Regions from separate parts of the Mus musculus genome. Here all the other regions are linked to region 2. A link is a contact called in public HiChIP or PLAC-seq data. All regions are on one chromosome and are shown on one strand. Each heading gives the region's core, a stretch centred on a gene start, on an enhancer-like site or on the middle of the called end of the contact. The rest is flanking DNA. Distances are from core to core; before and after follow the strand shown.

Region 1 (4,513 bases), core at 264-2,763, 370 kb before region 2:
AATTTATTTGATTAGTAGAAGGAGTGATACAGGAAATAGTTTTCTTATCCTAGTTACCTTCTGTATACAAATGTAAGATGAACCAAACAACTTCAGGTACAGTTTGATCTGAGCTGCATTGTTTGTCCCTTTGGGTAATTAGACTTGGAGACGTAGCGAGTTGATGAATAAACACCAATTATTATTATTTCAGTTAGAAAAATCTTTGACTTTGGACTTTTCTATTTTGATACATACTAACATGTTTTATCCCAAAAGAGAACAGGTCACATGTATGAAGAAGTATGGTGACACAGGGCTTTCTTTAACCCTAGCACTTGGGGAGCAGAGGCAGGTAGACCATTGTCAGTTGGAGGTTATCCTGGACTACACAGCAAATCCTATGTTAGCCAGAGCCACACAGTGAGAAATCTTGTCTTTAAAAATAAAATTAAAAAAATAAAATAAACCTTTAAAAAGGAAACAAAATGACTTTAAAGCATATATAGTTTCAAGTGGTAGGAGTCCCCAGCAATTCGGGGTCTAGTTAGACTGGCTTCCTTTCCCATTCCCATGCGTCAGTGGAAGTAGAAACCAGGGAGGCTCCAACACACTCCCAAAGAGCAGCATGGAATTATTATAGCCCATAGTTTCCTATAGATGTGACTTCTGAAAACCCACTCATCAGTGGTCATGGTTTAAAAAGGCATTTTTATTTTTATTTTTTTATATTTTTTTACCATCCCTAAGCAGAGAGATGTCATACTGAGAAATGTTAGGCACATGCTCTGACAGCATAGTTTATGCATGCCCTGAGTCACTAGAAACACCTGGTCCTGGATTAGTTTGTTCTCATCAATTTGCACAAGTAAAACTAGGAACTACATTATTTTCAACAAACAGCTTCATTTTCTGCTCATTTATTTCGGCTTTGCATGAGGTGCGGAGACATCACAGTGTGACCGAGACAATAAAGTGGCCTCTTTGGTCTGCAGATGAAGAGTCATTGGGTCCCAGAAGATGGACAGTTCCACACAAAGGGTTTTGCAAGAACAAGTGTGTGAGATTTTGTTCTCTATCAAAGACAACTCTCACTCATAGTTCAGAACTCGAGGGTTTTTTGCCTTCTGTTACCAGAAAAAACTCTTGTTGGCTGTGGTTTGAAATTACTTACTTGGAAAAAAAAATCTCTTCAAATATTTTGAAACAATAAATCGACTGAGATAGCTACTGCATTTAGAATAGTTACAGATCATATACATACATTTGTACACACATGCAAGCGTGCACACACATGCACGCACACAATAGAAACTGGCCATGCTTGGTCTATGAACTTCTGTCTTCAGGCATCTGTCTAGTGCTGGTTTAGTGTGATTCTTGATGATGCTGAATCACAGTCTGTGCTATAGTTTGTTTTTGCAGCAACTGTTTGTGTTACTCTGTTCTGTTCTTTTCTTCACTCCTCCCCTTCCTCTTTTTAAAGATTGGTTGACTTCTATAGTATCTTTTAGATACAGGCTGCTCTTCTCTATTTTGTGGTTGCTTTGTGTGTTACAATACAGATGCCTCACCCTTTACCGATTGCTTAGGTTAGCACATACATGCATCCCTCCCCTATGGTCTTTAGCTGTATAGCTTTTTGGTTTACGTTGCTAGGCTTAAATCTACCAACACTAAAAACATCACAAGACAGTGAAACAATTTTAGTGCTAATCAGCCATACATGTTTTTATGACCTAAAAATGTTTTTCCTTACCCCCATCCTTGAAGGATATTCCTAGCAGACTTCTGAGGCCATGTTTTCTCGGAGGGTCATGAAGATGTGTCTCTCCTGCCTTCTGCTGATGTGACGTCTGAACATTGGAATCGTTCTTCCTTTGTGTGTAATGTTCTCTTTCCTTGGTTCTTTAAGACTTTCCCTTGTCATGGCCTCTTGCATTTAGATGCCAGCACATCCAGATATGATTTCTTTGACATGTTTTTTTCTTGCAGTATGTTGAGAGTCTAGAATCTATGCTTATTGACTAGAATCTAATTGGGGGGAGATTTTTGTCTGTTGCTTTTTTTCAGATATTTCTTTCTCTTTTCCCTGTACAGTGAGTGAACTAACATTTATGTTAATTATGTTAATTAGCAGCAATCTTTTGCTTTCTTGTCAGCATTTTGACCTTCACTGCTTTTCTTGTGACACTTTCCTGTTTTGGAGAGACTGTGTCTTGCCAAAGACTGCCAATAGTCTCATGAACTGTTCTACTGCAGTACAAAGTAAGAATTTTTGTGAATATTAACTTTTCCTAAGTCTATCCGAGATGTAATTGTCCCCTTCCTTCTAGCAACAGGCTCCTGGCCGCTTTGGTATTTATCCTCACACACAGCCAGGTCTCCCTAAAGTCAACATCTGTCCACAGACTCACTGACACACACAAGTGGTTGCAAATACCCCCTTCATAGAACACCAGCTTCTTTTTCTTCTATATATACCTCTGTAGATGCTTTCCCCAAAAGTGCCAATTGTGAGGACACTCCTTTCTGACTCTGCCTTAGATATCTGGCTTTGTAGACTATCCCTCCGAAGTTCATATTCACTCCTCATGTTGCATGTGCCTCGGGTCCATCGTGTTGTCTTATTTATTGCCGTGGTGGTTCCACCCACACAGCTGGGAAGACCCCTTGCATGCAGCCTGTCTCTCGGCACACTGAATAATGTGCAGAGTCACCGGAAGACTGCTGACTCCCAGCCTCCACGCTGCAGTCTTTCCGCAGGACACATGCCGCCACCCCTCTTCTCCACTTCTGCCTGCAAATGTGGGAACTTTACAGTCCTAGCAAGTGGCCTTGCTTCTGGAATGGGAAACAAAATATCTGGCTCTGAAGCACATGAGTCAGCACTGTGACCTTTGCATCTGAGTCAGAAGCCACATGTCTCTGAGTCCATTTCAGAGACAAATTTGAGTCTCTGTGTCCAGACAATTTTAAATCACAGAGTGCACTCTGATCCCAGAGTCATGAATTAAGAAAGCAATTATATCTGTCTTCTACCTTTGCTCTCTTTGTTGTGAAGCCCAGGTCAGAGAAATACTTCCTCCATTTTACAGCTTGAAATACCCAGCTCTAGAATAAAAAAGTAAATTCTTGAGATGTTTATGATTAAAATAAAATAAATTTGAATCAGTACTACAAAACACACACACACACACACACACACACACAAACCTAAGACATTACTAGAGCCTTACCCCCTTGCCACTCACGCCGGAAAACCTGTCTTCTCTGTCTTACCTCATCCATCTCTGCCTTTACCCTTAATCTTTCTCAATTCCTTCTCGCACACTCTTTCCTTCTCCCCTCTCTTCCCATTTCCTCTCCCACTCCTTCCCTCTCTTTAGCCCTGTCTCTGACATTCATTGTACTCCTGTTTCCAGGCTTTGGTTCATGGCTGTGTGACTGCTCACAATCACGAACTAATTAACTGGCATACAAACGGCAAATGGCACACAAGGTGCATGCTGTGTCTACCTGCCCTGTGACTGAGGCTATTCAAAACGATCATGCCTGGAAGGCACTACTTTTCTTGTTTTGTTTTGTTTAATCAGCAAATTCAATATACATTTATTTAGACACCAGATTGTTCAAAACAATAATATTCAATAAATTGAACATTGATTTTTTTCCTCATTGTAAGGGATGTTCATTTTCATAGATATTTCCCTGAGTTAAATTCATTTAAAATATATTCTGTTAGAAAATTTGACAATTTTTTTTTTAGTAACCATTAACTAATATCGAATTATACTCCGATACCTCTGGAAGAACCTAATGCAACCATATGAACATCAAATGAACACATAACTATCTGGCCTAGATGCCATAACAATTTATAAGGAAAAATTGAAAGAACTTCTGAAATGTTACATGTTTACCAGTGTTAAGGACAACGCATGGATACAGCTTCCTAGAACAGTTGTTCTCTGTCTGGATCCAGTCTGCAATCATGTTGGGTTTTTTTGTTTCTTGTTTTTCAGTTTTTTTGATTGTTGTTTTTTTTTGTTTTTTGTTTTTGTTTTTTGTTTTTTGTTTTGTATATTTCAGATACCTACAAAAATGATTTTTAAAACTGAAGAAGTGTAGTAACATTTAGGGAGGCAGATCTATATGTATGCGATAGAGCACATTGACAGGTAGGCTAATGAGAGACAGTTTATACAGCAGAATAAATTGTCTATCATATTGGAAAAGAGATTATTATTCATAAGTATTAATAGGAAACAACTCAAGAATATAATTAAAACTGTTCAGTGGATGAACAATAAAATGCACAGCTCCACAGCAAGTTTGGCCATCTACTTACTAAATAAATGATTCTACTTTCATTTCAAATGTAAATACACTTTGTCGGTTCCTCTTTCGTATTCTAGCAAGAGGCATTGAATCAAGTTCATACATAATAGTCACTGCAGTAATATCAGAATGTGAGAGTATAAGGCTGACATTTTAAGGGAGCCAGTGCCAGCCAGTACCCAGATCCCCAAAC
Region 2 (4,398 bases), core at 640-3,139:
GTACCCTCCATGTTCACATGTTCATCCCTAGCTCCCTCTGCCCCATCAGAAAACGTCACTCTTTCCCGACCCCTAAGGTTATATCTGAGCTTTCATGGAACCTCATTCTAGCACATTCTAGGATGTTCTACTCAAGGATAATAGAACAGGGGCCTGACCTTCCTTCTTCTGTGAATCTTACACTTTAAAATACAGCCCCTCCTACCACCTATTCCCATATAGGTTATTTTAATATACCACTTTTAAGGTGAAGTTAATTGGTGACATCGTTCCAGAAGAATAGACACATTTCTTAAAGGCTCATAATTTACAGGAAACCAAGTTATGGTGGCACAGCCAGGATTTTAGCACTGGGAAGGCAAAGGCAGGAGGTTGGTTACGAGTTCCAAGTCAGTCAAAGGTACCTTAGGAAGAAGACAGCGTGCTCAGAACAAGCCAGTAAGCAGATCGGCAAACTCGTCAAAACGCCAGCCAAAATAAAAAAACACACAAAAACTTGGGATGAATTGTATGCGCTCTGCTCACTGGTTCTAAAAGCACACTTCGAGTCAGTGGGGAGCTAGCTCTCTGGAGTCCTTTGCAGATCCTAGCAAGGCCAACTGGAAAGATCACCGGAGTAGAAGCCACAACGATAGACAACCACAAAGTAGTCGTGTTTACAAACTCAGTCCTATCACCTCACAAAATGGCGACAGAATCTGTACATTCTTTTGATCAAAGCTACGCAATGCTCACTGAAAACATTTACTAAATATTCCTACTAACTCGCACTTTTCCACGAAATGCCCTGGTGCAGAAGCACAAGAAATTCAGTCTTTCTCCTGTGCGGAATGTTTAGGAATCACATAGTCAGGTCTGGGTGACAGGGCAGGGTGGGATCCTGGGGACATGTTTTGAATCTTCCAACATGAAGTCTTAGCTCTCTACAACTGACTTACAGGCTGTCACGGAGCTGCGCAGAGCTTCTAGTGTGTTCAAAAGGAAGCTAGGGCTCAGTTTCTGCTTTGCCTCCCTTTGGCAGAGCTAAAGTTTGGGCCATGACCAGGCCTGAGGTAGGATTTCCTAGTTTTTTTTTTTTTTTTAGCATCCTAGGAAGATAGATGAGCGGAGCCAAGGTTACTTGTTTCTTGCATCCGGAACGAGTGTTTTAAAGTAACAAAACCTTAATCTTTTTGGATATTGAGACCTACAAAGGAAAATAATCAGCATTGTATGGATGACTTCAATAGACTAGCTGCCTGCAGACTCCCCCGCCTGGGAGTGACATTGAGGGAGCCCTCAGATCTCGGTGTCTGGAGACGCGAGCCAATGGGGGCTAGGCAGACGATTCTTTCTGGTGCTTGATGTTCCGGACATTCCGACGTCCCCGGTTCATTTCCAATGTATGAATACATCACTCTTTCTATTAAGATACCACGAAGACCACCTGTTACTACAGGTGATTTACATTCCAAGCTAGAATTATAGATTCCTTTATGCAAACATATTTAGGGAGAGTTCACTTTAAGACGGAATTTAGCTCCCTAATGAAAACAGCGCATAAAGGACCCTAACAGCTTCTGCGAGAGGTCCAGACTCTTAACTGGAGAAAGTGGGGCTTAAAAGAAAATGCGGGTAGGTTCTTTGTCTCCTAGGAAACTCATTTCCGACTTGGGAATCGGGCGAGTTACTCCCCTGCCTCACGCACATTCCTACCCGCTCCAGAGCGCTCCAGCGGGCAAAGATGGAACTCTGTTCTTTCTTTTGTGTAGCCCGACCGTTTGTTTCTCTCCTGACAACAGCTTCTCCTCCCTTCATCCTCCCCGCTTTCTTCCGGGCCTGGGAACTGCGAGGCCAGGAGCTGTGTGGCCGTCCCTTTGCCGGGTTTCGGGTCCCTGTGCGCAGGCACGCATTCATTAGCGCCACAAGAGCACCAGAGTCCCGGACACCTCATAAATATTTAGAGGTTCCCACCACCTTCCAGAGAGCCAGGGGGAGAAAGAGAATTTAGTGTGGAGTTGGTCAGGGTAATATGCATGTGAATCAGAAGTGGGGACAAAGGATGAAAGGTGCTGGAAACTCCAACAAACCCGTGATCCCCGGGGGTCATTCTGCCTGTTCCTGCCCACACTATCCCGGGCCGGCCTTCTTCCTGCGCATGAGCGGACTGAGCCTGTTTCCGAAGACTGTTGGCAAAGGATGTGTGCTCTTTGTTCTGTCCCGCTCTTTCTTAACAGACAGGTTTGCTTTGCCCTCTCCACTGCGCTGGCGGCTGCCTTCTCCTTTGCCACCCACAGAAGTGAGGCATGAAGATCTAGGGGTCTACACTAATACGTAAGGCAAGAAAAGGGAACAGAATGTGGCTGTGTCGGGGAAAACGTGCGCAAAATCAGCCTGTGGGTTAGACACAATACATCGACACTCACTATGGAAGGTTGAAAAACTTCCATAAATGTTCTGTGCACAGAACCCAGAATCCCAAGAGAAAGTCTGCACGCAAACAGCTACCTTGACACCCACACACCCTATGAAGCTTTTAAAAACTATTTTTAAACACTCCTCCTGGCTTTTATTTTGGGAGGTCTGGAGTGCACAGAGCAAGGGAGAGAGCAAAGGCTCAGAGCTCAAGAGAGGAAGCTAGAGCAGTCTTCCTTTCTTCCTAAAGCACTGTCTCACAGGAAGGATGACCAATGGCCTTAAAGCCTGGGAGTGAATACAGGGGCAGTAAAGGATGGATTGGCCAGGCTAGTTTTCATCAGAAAGGAAGAGGATGGCAACATGGAACTAAGCAGCTTTGGGACAAAGACTCCTCTGTGGAAAGGGGGTTGCTTTAACCAGGTAGGAATTTTAAGTCAAAGCCTTGTAATACCTAACAGTGGTTGAGATGAAACACATGGATTATAGGTCTTATGAAGCATCCTGCTTAGTTTGGGGTACACACTATACAGCAATGAGAGCCTGAATAGTTAGCAATAGAAAATAACTTACATCCTAGTTCACATTTTGGAAATACCTGGGATTGCAACTATGTTGCTTTGAACGAAAGTGTACAAATATTACTAGTTAAATCTTACTATTAGGAAACATCGGAGGAAATGTGCTAAATTTCATAAAAACTTCCAATTTGCCCCAGTTCACTACTTACTACAAGAAACCTTCAATCAGATAGAAGCTCACTGAAAATTAAAAGGAATCTGGACAAAGCTGGTAAACTGGTACCTTGCCCTTATAAGCTGGTGAAAACTAGCTCCAATCACCTTAAGGCAGGAGGAAGTTTATGGATCAGGGTGACAGAAATGTGAATCAACCGTAATGAGCTCAAGAGCCCCAACAAGCCACAGGGAAATGCTCTCTTCAGCTCTGCTTTTTCCTGACTTCTTCAGCAAGCCCCTCACCGAGCTACCAGGATTCCTGAAGCATCTTTATCTTCAGCCAGTAATCTGCCTAAACAAGGGGCCCTGTTTTCTGCTGACAGCTTCAGCAGCACTTGCCACTCTTGCTTTGGGTCAAGTAGTAGCTATCCTTGAACCAGTTACTGGGACCAACATTGTGTGTCCCTCCACTCATCGTGGACTGCCTGCTCAACTTGGTGACTGTGGCAATCCATTTCTCTGAGAGGGGAGAGGGAAGTACCTCTTCTTACAGGAAGGTAAAGGACAGGGCGCCTACTGGACAGGTACCACCAGTGACATCACTCACATTCCACGATTCAGTACTGGCCCTTTCTCCAGCGCAGGGTCTATCTGTGGCCTGCCAAGCGCATGTTGGTGAAAATACAACACAACCTTATCTGGGCTACGGGATCGTGGCAAGGGAAAGCTCTCGAGAATGGCCTTTGCCCATGCTTTCATTGTGGGACCTGTGTGGCTCCTACCCAGCTGGCTTGAATCAGTCAGGCAATGATGGAGAGCAGAAAAAAAAAAAAAGGATATTTGCAGGCCAGGCCTAGAAGGGGTGCAACCAGTTATATCCTGTTGACCGGAAATCATCACATGGTCACACCTAGTCTTTGGGTAAGTGTGAAAGGGAGGTTTTGTGTGCAGGATGAAAGGGAAATAACGTTTAATAAACTACCACCAATCTTTATCTCATGACTGTTGTGCAAGTGGGTTTGAAATCATGGGTGCACACTGCTGCTCCGTCCAAGCCGTAACTACACTCCTACTGTGATGGTTCCCATAGACTAACTCGAAGTATGCACTACCCCACATCCACACGTGGGGATCCACGCATGAATGCAGCAAGCAGCATCCCCATGGGAAGAGGGATAAACAGTCACAGAGAGGCCAATTACTTGTACTGGGTTGCAAAGCTAGAAATCGGTGGAGCCATGATCTCACAGAAGATGAGCTAGGTGGAGTTGCTCTTGGAGACAATAAGAGAAGTGTTTTTGAGGGAATAGGAGGTGCCACGCTTTGA
Region 3 (4,680 bases), core at 417-2,916, 340 kb before region 2:
TTGGGTGACTCAGTAGATAAACAGCTCTCCTCCACTGGGAGTGAAGTTCAGGTCCAGCTTCAAGTCTAAATTAAATGAGCTTGATCGTATCTCTCCAGTCTCTTGTGAACAGCAGTCCAGAGCACTGAACTGTATGAATAATTCCACCACTCGGCATGATTGATAGTCTGGGCTCGAGAGAGTCCTGGAATTGAACTAACAACCACACTAAATCGTATCGCATCTTTAAGGAGATAGCCCTGTTTAGCAAGGGCTCAGGTACATGGAAGGGCCATGTTAAGCAGCATGCATCATCCTTTGCAGTGACTGGGCAGAGGATGGCGCCGGCTCAGCTCGGCACTCGGCATTGGTGTCTGCAGCTCAGATGCACTGGTGATTTATTGCTTTCTCTGGGGTTTCCTCTCGCTTCGACTTTTTGCATGTGATATTATATCTACTGATAAATACGTGAATTTTTCTTGCTAAGTAATTTGTCTCTAGCAGTGATAAGAGATATCTGTATTTTGAAAAAGGAAAAGATTCCCTCTGCTGAAGTCTGTGTGTATTTGCTGGGATCCAGAGCCCATTGTAGTTTTCTACCTCCTACTTGGCATTCAGTGGCATGACTTTTTAAGAAAGCCGAGATGTCACGGCTGCATCTGAGCCTGTCTACTCCACTTACTTTGCCGTATCTGTTGCTTTACCTGTGTAGAAATGACAGCCCAGGAGAACTGGGACTGAAGAACAACGGGGTAGCCTTAGCTATGTCACAGCTGAGCATCCACTGAACAACCCCATTTGTTTTCAGACTTAATCCCATTCTTCACTGGCATAGGAAGTTTCTTTTGGGTATACAGCATGAAAACCGATATGCAGAAGAAAATAATTTCAAACTTTATTGCAAGTAATTCTTAAAGAAGAATGCCCGCGTCCCCTCCAGAAGTTAGCATTAGTAAAGCAGAAGCTTGAATCTGGTTTGTGTTTTTTAAGCATTGAAAGTGATTGCTCCCATGAATTCTGGGGTTAAAGTGACCTTGAGGTCATTTCCGACCCACTCAAGCTAACATCAGACAGCACTGATCTATCTTTGGCCCAGGCTAGAAAGGCTGCAGAGCTTGACTGGCAGGGCTGATGTGCACTGCCTCCTCCCTTCCCCTCCCCCTTTCTCTCTCCATCTCCCCCTCCTTCTCCCTTCCCCTCTCTTACAGGTATCAGTCCCCTAACAAAAGTCATTTACGTATGCTGAAACAGGGAAGAAGGGTGGTGTATCCTTTTTTCAGATGTAAATGCACTAACTCTGTGGACCTCTAATGCACGCACAAGCTGTGTCTCCTTCTAATGCACGCACAAGCTGCCTTTGGGTTTTCCTGTACACGCAGCACAAAATCAGGAATGGAAGACAGTATATAATTGATTGATACCTTCCTTAAAACATCTAATAATCATAAGGATGAACTATTACTACAGTGTGCCAATTTCAACTGTTTTAAAGATTTGATTATAGGAAAACTAAACCCTTAAAATCTCAGTGTCTTTGCACAGTTCCTGCTTGCTAATTGGCAAATGAAAAGCACTGTTTTCCTGCTCGGAGCTTCTGCTGTGTTTTAGGTTGTAGTAGATTGAAGGGGAAATGTCCCCTTACTTGGCTTACTTGGTCTGCAGATGGCAGCAGTGTTTGGGAAGGCTGTGGAACCACCAAGGGGAAGTGAAGCCTCTTTGGAGGAAAGATTGCCTAGGGGCAGGCAGTGAGATGTCATAGCCCAGCCCCACTTCCGCACTCACTCTCCAGTGTGGATGCTATGTGACCAACCAAGCACCTGTCTGTCTGCTGCTGTATCTTAGACACCAGGATGGGCTGCGATGCTCTGGGAGTGTGAGCCAGAGCAAACCCTTCCTCCATTCCTTTGCTTTTGTCAGGTTATATTATCACAGCAACAGAAAAGTAACTAAGAGTAGACTAATATGCTCAGCTAATTAATTGTTTCATTTTATATGTGGTACCGAAAAGCTCAAAGCAACAGTCTATTTTAATGTACTTTAAATTAAGTTTTCTGCTGCATTAGAAAAGAAAATGATGGTTTGGTTATTTAATTGTCAGACTAATGAGGCAGGTGCTTTAGAATCTCTTGCCTCATGTTAAACATGAGAAACAAGGGGTATGTATATTATACACATATGCGCACACACACACACTGCTAAGCCTCTCAATGTAAAATTAATAGCACCAAATATTTTAACCTTATTTTTGGAATTGTGTAAGCATTTGGCCACAAACATTGGTTCACTCTCTAAATACTTCCGTGCCTAATGCTACATAACACCGCCCAATAGTTGTCGAGGACAGTTTTCTTCTTTGCCTTGCTAATATTTTCCATTTTAACTAAACACATTTTGAGACCTACTATGAGCTTGCCATTGTGCTGGGTGGTAAAACTGTGTTACTTGTTCTCTTGAATCCGGTAGTTTACGCGTGTGGCATGTGGCGGCGAAGGGCAATGCAATAAAGGCAGAGCTTGGGCGAGTGAACCTTTGATACCTAATCCTATAAACTGATTCCTCTGTTACTTTGCAGAGATGAATGTTGACAAATCAGGTCATAGTTTGTTACACTTTGTCCTAAATTACTGATTAGGCTGGAGTCAGTAATTGAGAATATAGAAAAATAAACTTGTAGTAGTAATTAACTGTGTGGCCCAGGACCAACAACTAGTACTGGGTAACTGGAAATATACCGGTCACTGTATAAATATACCCAGAGATCACTCCTACATGCTGATATGCCTGGACTTAAAAATGAAATTGTCTTGAGACTGCCTGCCATTTCCAGACCTACAGGGAAGGAAGCCAAAAACAAATGAGAACAGGAGAAAAAGAAAGGGAAGAAGAGAAGCAGAGGGATAATTGACTGGCTCCAGTAGGAGGGGCTGCAAGCAGGAAGAAGGGTGTTTTTGATTCCCAGGGTGGTCATATCTTCTGGGGATACACAGAAGAGGGTGTGCTGTGTGATTCATTTGTGATGCTGATCCTTCCCAAACTACCCAAGATTCAGAATTCACACCCTGATCTTGGGAGGCAGCAAGGGAAAGGTTGAGTATGGCAGCCGGGCCTGACCATGCACTGGAAATGAGGCGTGTTTGTGTCAGTCAGAAACACTGTCCCAGGCCTCTCTCCTGTTCATTTCCTATCCTAAGGGGCTCCACTCGGACAGCAGCACATCTGTATGGGTTCACTACTGAGTATGGACAGATGGGTCTGGAGGGGTGGAGGATAGAGTTTTGGGGCTCCAGGAAAGCAGAGAGAGTCTTTGGATGTAGTAGAGGAGGCAGAGAATCCCAGAGTCTCTCCTGGGATTCCCCCCTTACTGCCCATGCATCTGTACACTGATGTTCCTGTCCACAATTCATGCCCCTCGCCACCAGGTCTCACAGTAATGAAAGACATTGCCAGCGCAGCTAGAAATGTTTACATCGTGGGAAACTGAGGACAGAGGATGAGTTTTAAAGATATGCAAAACCCTGAAGACCATTTATAAGTAATTCTGTGATGTTTCTCAGGGCAAGATTCTGGGCAGGCAGGAATATTTTCCTTCATCCACATGTTTCCTTTTCAGTGTTTTGTGGTAATGTCGTTTTAACCAGTTGACACGGCCTCATTACTCTTAATCATCCTCACAGTAGAAGCTAGCATTGGTAATCATCTATGTAAAATGTCAGGAACTCCAGTGGTGCTGTGTTAGCATCCTGCAGCTAGTGGAACAACATGCCACAGACTAGTGGCTTTACACAACAGGAACGCATTGTTCAACACTCTGGAGGCCCAAAGTCAAAGACCAAAGTCTTGGCAGTGATGTGTTCCCTCTAAATCCTGGGAGTGGAAATCCCTCCATGTCTCTCCACCTGCTACTGGTCAAGTCCACTGCAGCCACTCTGATTATCTCTCTCCATCTATTTAGTCCTCCCTCTGGGTGTGTCTGTCTGTGTCCAGTTTCCTTTCTATGAGGACAGCAGCCTCTTGACAAGGACCCATTTATGCTTCTGCCTTAATTTGATCACACCTACAAAGAAGGTTCCATTTTGCTCCCCCAGGGGGTTAGGACATTATCTGTCTTTTGACGAGAGGACAGAACTTACTCACGAAGCCAAGTTGTTCAGGAGGGGCCTTGCTTCTCCATGCTGGCATAGAGGCTTATTGCATTTTAAATGCAGGTGGCATATCAATCTCAGGTGCTCCTTGTGTAGTAAAAGGTAAAGATTTCCTCCGAAAGAAACCGCCAAGCCAGTAGTCCTGGGATAAGCTGCAGAGAGCCAGTGGTCCTGGGGTAAGCCACAGAGAGCCAGAGGTTCTTCCTCCTTTCTGCGGCTCACCAGTAGAGTATGCTTGGTCATGCCTGTCTGATCTCCATGCCCTTGTGTATAAGGTGTCAGCAATAGTGTTCACCACAGAACATTGATATTAAGGGGTTAAGGTATATGATCCAAGTAAAGTGCTTCTCTGTGTCCAGCCCATAGTTACCAGTATCATTGTAGAAAATATCCCCACCCCTTAGCAAAATGTTTTGTGTTTAGTAGAATGTAAAAATATTCTAAATAATTTTTAGAGCATATAAAAGCATAATATGCTGGATTCGTGGAGAGATAATGGGTGAATTTAGTTTTGTCGTGGAATACTTTGGTTTCTCCATCTATGGTAATTGAGAGTTTG
Region 4 (4,205 bases), core at 615-3,114, 390 kb before region 2:
ATTCCAAAAGATTTTGCTCCTTATAAAAGCTAATTGTGTACAAAGAAACTACAACATGTCCTAAATACTCCCATTAACTTAAAAAAACACCCCTTAGTTTATATGATAAAGCTCAATTTTAAACTCAGTGTATTTTACATTTCACAAAGACTAATACTGGGCTTCATGTAAATGTGTGCTAAATACATCGTTAGTAGAAGGAGAGTCATAGCCTGTTTGCAACCTTCCTCAAGAGTCTTAAGTAATCCCTGCTATGACAATTGATCATTATTCCACAGGGAAATTTTTCGGGGAGCAGCAGGTAAGTCAGGTAAAGCTATGTGTTAGTTCTTCGTCTGGGCAGAGAGCTAAGGTTCAATTATTACATATAATAGGCAGAAAACAACTGTGTCACCATGTGCCTTAATTTTTTCTGTAGGGTGTGTGTGTCTCTCTGTGTGTGTGTCTCTGTGTCTCTCTCTCTCTGTCTCTGTCTGTCTGTCTGTCTGTCTCTCTCTCTCTCTCTCTCTCTCTGTGTCTGTGTATGTGTCTGTGTGTGTCTGTGTCTGTGTGTCCGTGTCTGTCTGTGTCTGTTTCTGCGTCTGTTTCTGTGTCTGTGTGTCTGTATGTCCGTGTCTGTCTGTGTCTGTGTGTCTGTGTCTGTCTGTGTCTGTGCCTGTGTCTGTCTGTGTCTGTGCCTGTGCCTGTGCCTGTGCCTGTGTGTCTGTGTGTCTGTGTGTCTGTGTGTCTGTGTGTCTGTGTGTCTGTGTGTCTGTGTGTCTGTGTCTGTGCCTGTGCCTGTGTCTGTGTGTCTGTGTGTCTGTGTGCCTATGCCTGTGCCTGTGCCTGAGCCTGTGCCTGTGTGTCTGTGTGTCTGTGTGTCTGTGTGTCTGTGTGTCTGTGTGCCTGTGCCTGTGTGTCTGTGTGTCTGTGTGTCTGTGTGTCTGTGTCTGTGCCTGTGCCTGTGCCTGTGCCTGTGTGTCTGTGTGTCTGTGAGTCTGTGCCTGTTTGTCTGTGTGTCTGTGTGTCTGTGTGTCTGTGTGCCTGTGCCTGTGCCTGTGTGTCTGTGTGAGGGAACTCAGGGACTTGCATGTAAGGTGCAGGCATCATAGGAGCAGACTATTTGGTGCTAACCCTAATCCACACTGTCCACTTGCATGAGCTCCTTCCAGCTACAACGCACAGACATCTGATGAATTCTATATAGGGCATAAGATGATCTCGTAAGGATTCCAATCAGTGACCAAATGGAGAATATAATAGTCACACTTTCTGTTGCTGTGATAAAATATCGATTATATACAGCATGATGAAGGAAAAATTTGTTTTGCTTCAAAATCTCAAAGGTTTTAATTTATCTGGTTGGAAGAGGGGGGCTTGGTAGAGGAAAACAACTCATGTCATAGAGACCCGGAAGCAAAGCAAGAATGCCTGTGTTCAACAGAACTACCACTTCCACCTCCCCCACCCCAGATTTACCCCCCCCACGCACACACACCTCAAGATGTGTTGGTACCACTTGGGGAGGATTGCCTTGCCTTAGTTAATTGTGTCTGGAAATGTTGCTATAGACACACTTTGAGATGTGCTTATCAGTCTCCTAAGTGTCTTTTAATCCAACAAACTAAAAATGAAGATTAAACATCAGAGGAAAATCGACTCATTCATTCATCCATCCACTCAGTCATCCACTCAACAAATATGTATTGAACACTTGCTGTGTGCTGGGCCCTAGGTCAGTTTTTGCAGATAAAACAGTAAACAAGGCAGATGGAGATGCTACTTTCAATATACTAGAAAATATGGAAGATAGTGGCTAAGATATGCCCATGGCTAGTGAAAGGATGGGAACGTTTGTGCTACTTCCTCCTCTGGGTTTCAACTTCCACATGTCTCTGAGGCTGCCTCTCTATATGGCATGCATTGGAACTTGTTGAGTATCTATCTTTAGCAACCTCATCAGAGCACCCGGCATATGACAGGTCCTAGGCACGTGGTAGCCTCCTTCCTCTCCTGTAATGTCAAGATCCAGCCATACCCTAGATCCCTCATCATGCTGTTTTTGATGTAAGAGTCAGAACATCCAGAAAGAACACAGATGTGAAATAGGGTCTAGCAAGACATAGCTGTGTTAGACAGTGGTCATTGCAAAGGAGAGTGCTTTACTGACCCCACATAAGCATCAGTAACCCTGAGGAGTACTGTGTGCAAATTTAGTGCCATAGACTCCCCCATCACCACTGAAATGTCATGCAAGGCTGCTACTTGAGAACTTGTGATAAGTCCATTCACCTTACAGGAATCTACATAAGAGGTCATCTCTATGACCTTAGATTGTCTGGGTTCAGCTTGGACTGTTAGATACATTGTAACACCAATGCTTCTGTTGACTGTAGAAAATGCAGAGGAGGAAAAGAGAGCAAAGTCCATTATATCCCATGCTGCAGAAGAGAAAATCCTTGCAGGAGTTTGACAATCCAAAGTGGATGGGGGTTTGTCTTTACAGATCCCTATTTATGAACAAAAATAGCAAAACATAATATCCCCAGGCTTTCAGGCAATATTCGCTTATACATCCCAAGGTCAGTTCTGACTAGTAAGCAAGAATGATTGAAAAAGTAAAACTTATGGATCAATTTAGAATACAGTTATCTCTCATTCCTATAAACCATTATCCCTCATACATAGTACAAAATTCATAATAAAAAGTAAATTGTGCCTATCTGGTGTCTTCCTCAAAGTCACAGATGACTTTGATCTTGATGTGGCAATGTTGACATCTTGTGAGTGGAAGCTGGAAGTCAAATGCTAAAGCATGAATCCAGGGCTGTGTAGTGTTTGAGGACATGGAAGCAAATGGAAAGCTATTTAAGACTCAAGAGGGAAGACTGATCTGTGCTCTGGCTAATCTGTGGCTGTTGCACAATGTTGTCCTGGTGTTGGCAGCTCCTCATGCTGATGTCCCCGATGGTTTTTAAAAATAAGAGAGGACAGGAAAAACCAGAATATGGACTACATCCCTACCTAGCATCAAAGCAGATACTCTATTAGAGCATGCCTATTGACAGTTTATTAAGCTTCTGAATCGCCAGTGTGTTTGTTTATTCTATGTTACTGTAACTGAATACTGCAAGCAGTGTCATTGATAAAGAAAAGAAATCTAGTTCTTACAGTTCCAGAAGCTGAGAAGCTCAGAACCAAGTGGGGTTCTTCCCAGGACCTTCTTACATCAACTCATGGTGCAAGCACAGAAAGCATGGTGAGACAGAGGTGAGACTGGTAGCACCATCACAGAAAGCATGGTGAGACAGAGAAGGAACTGGTAGCATCGAGCTGTTTTGGAACCAACATCCAATTGTAGCCCATACAGGATGGAGAAGCACCTAGGGAGCTTTGCTGCCCATCACTGTCACATCAACGATTAGGTTTATGAGTTTGGTTTTGGAGGAACAAACATACCATGTTCCAGCTTTGCTTCACTGCCTGCCTGGTGGCTGACCTCATGATGTGCAAACTCAATTACAGTTTGTTAAGGAGACCAGTTTTCTTTGGGGGTACAATGAGGTTTCCAAGTGATCCTGCCTTCAGGAAGAAGTTCAGCACTAATAAAAAAAATATCTATGCTGATGCCTTGAATCAGCAAGAGATTTGAATTAGGACAGAGATGAGTGACATACTGCTTTAGAGGGGTTCTCCCAATAAGAATGTTGTGGAGCATCACAAAGGTGTGCGCCTGTGGACTTGTGGCCTGAAGGAACTCAAGGAAGGCTCACCTTGATATAGTAGACCATGGAAACTCTTGTGTTGTGTTGTGTTGTGTTGTGTTGTGTTGTGTTGTGTGAGGGAAGCATGGTCTGTGGGGATGGATCTTAAGCTTACATAAGCAGATAAAGGATGAGAATCAAACTTCCAAATTATACCTGAAGAGGACCATCCTCTCCTGCATCCTAAATACCACACCTGTACTCCAGCCCATGACCAGCACGGATGGCTCTCACAAGCCTGATGTCAGCCATCAGGTGTCCTTCCACCGCACTGCCCCCCCCCTCCCCAAGCTCAGCACTCATTTCCATGAAATGGGCACCTACTGAGCTGTAGCCTTCATGGGTAATATCTCTCTAATATCCCATTCACTGTCAAGCCCCAGGCCTTTGGACAATCCCTAACTGTAGTTCCTTATTTCTTATTCACTAACTGAATCTAATTTTCATACTTAAAAGATGAAG

What was found. HiChIP or PLAC-seq counts read pairs in DNA pulled down with a chosen protein or histone mark.
Region 1: a contact with region 2 is called in an H3K4me3 HiChIP or PLAC-seq map of bone marrow-derived macrophages, with 4 times the contacts expected there. The contact joins two enhancer-like sites. A contact is called at or near these places in 5 of 39 promoter capture datasets (the 3T3-L1 cell line, cancer-associated fibroblasts, liver and 1 more) and 6 of 115 datasets of contacts at active chromatin or transcription factors (bone marrow-derived macrophages, embryonic basal ganglia, embryonic forebrain and 3 more).
Region 3: a contact with region 2 is called in an H3K4me3 HiChIP or PLAC-seq map of bone marrow-derived macrophages, with 4 times the contacts expected there. The contact joins two enhancer-like sites. A contact is called at or near these places in 4 of 39 promoter capture datasets (the 3T3-L1 cell line, hippocampal neurons and liver), 3 of 484 Hi-C or Micro-C datasets (cortical neurons and nephron progenitors) and 4 of 115 datasets of contacts at active chromatin or transcription factors (bone marrow-derived macrophages, embryonic basal ganglia, embryonic hindbrain and 1 more).
Region 4: an H3K4me3 HiChIP or PLAC-seq map of bone marrow-derived macrophages shows a contact between it and region 2, with 5 times the contacts expected there. The contact joins two enhancer-like sites. A contact is called at or near these places in 8 of 39 promoter capture datasets (the 3T3-L1 cell line, 3T3-L1-derived adipocytes, cancer-associated fibroblasts and 4 more), 11 of 484 Hi-C or Micro-C datasets (the 3T3-L1 cell line, brain, cerebellar granule neurons and 6 more) and 7 of 115 datasets of contacts at active chromatin or transcription factors (bone marrow-derived macrophages, embryonic basal ganglia, embryonic forebrain and 4 more).

The regions. Positions count from the first base shown.
Region 1 is chr17:10,701,276-10,705,788 of GRCm38.p6, reverse strand. All of the region lies in intron 2 of Pacrg (PARK2 co-regulated), which reads left to right. Among named protein-coding and RNA genes, the nearest start is that of Gm16169, 100 kb to the left of the region's middle. Within about 2 kb of position 1,513, at least 18 of the 459 cell types and tissues checked have an H3K27ac peak or open chromatin away from gene starts, as enhancers often do. A contact at or near this core is called in bone marrow-derived macrophages, where this site is marked.
Region 2 is chr17:10,332,917-10,337,314 of GRCm38.p6, reverse strand. No RefSeq gene overlaps it. Among named protein-coding and RNA genes, the nearest start is that of 1700110C19Rik, 11 kb to the right of the region's middle. RefSeq lists an enhancer at 141-3,752. Within about 2 kb of position 1,889, at least 204 of the 459 cell types and tissues checked have an H3K27ac peak or open chromatin away from gene starts, as enhancers often do. A contact at or near this core is called in bone marrow-derived macrophages, where this site is marked.
Region 3 is chr17:10,672,252-10,676,931 of GRCm38.p6, reverse strand. The region is part of intron 2 of Pacrg (PARK2 co-regulated); the gene reads left to right. Among named protein-coding and RNA genes, the nearest start is that of Gm52294, 120 kb to the right of the region's middle. Within about 2 kb of position 1,666, at least 5 of the 459 cell types and tissues checked have an H3K27ac peak or open chromatin away from gene starts, as enhancers often do. A contact at or near this core is called in bone marrow-derived macrophages, where this site is marked.
Region 4 is chr17:10,722,775-10,726,979 of GRCm38.p6, reverse strand. All of the region lies in intron 2 of Pacrg (PARK2 co-regulated), which reads left to right. Among named protein-coding and RNA genes, the nearest start is that of Gm16169, 83 kb to the left of the region's middle. Within about 2 kb of position 1,864, at least 16 of the 459 cell types and tissues checked have an H3K27ac peak or open chromatin away from gene starts, as enhancers often do. A contact at or near this core is called in bone marrow-derived macrophages, where this site is marked.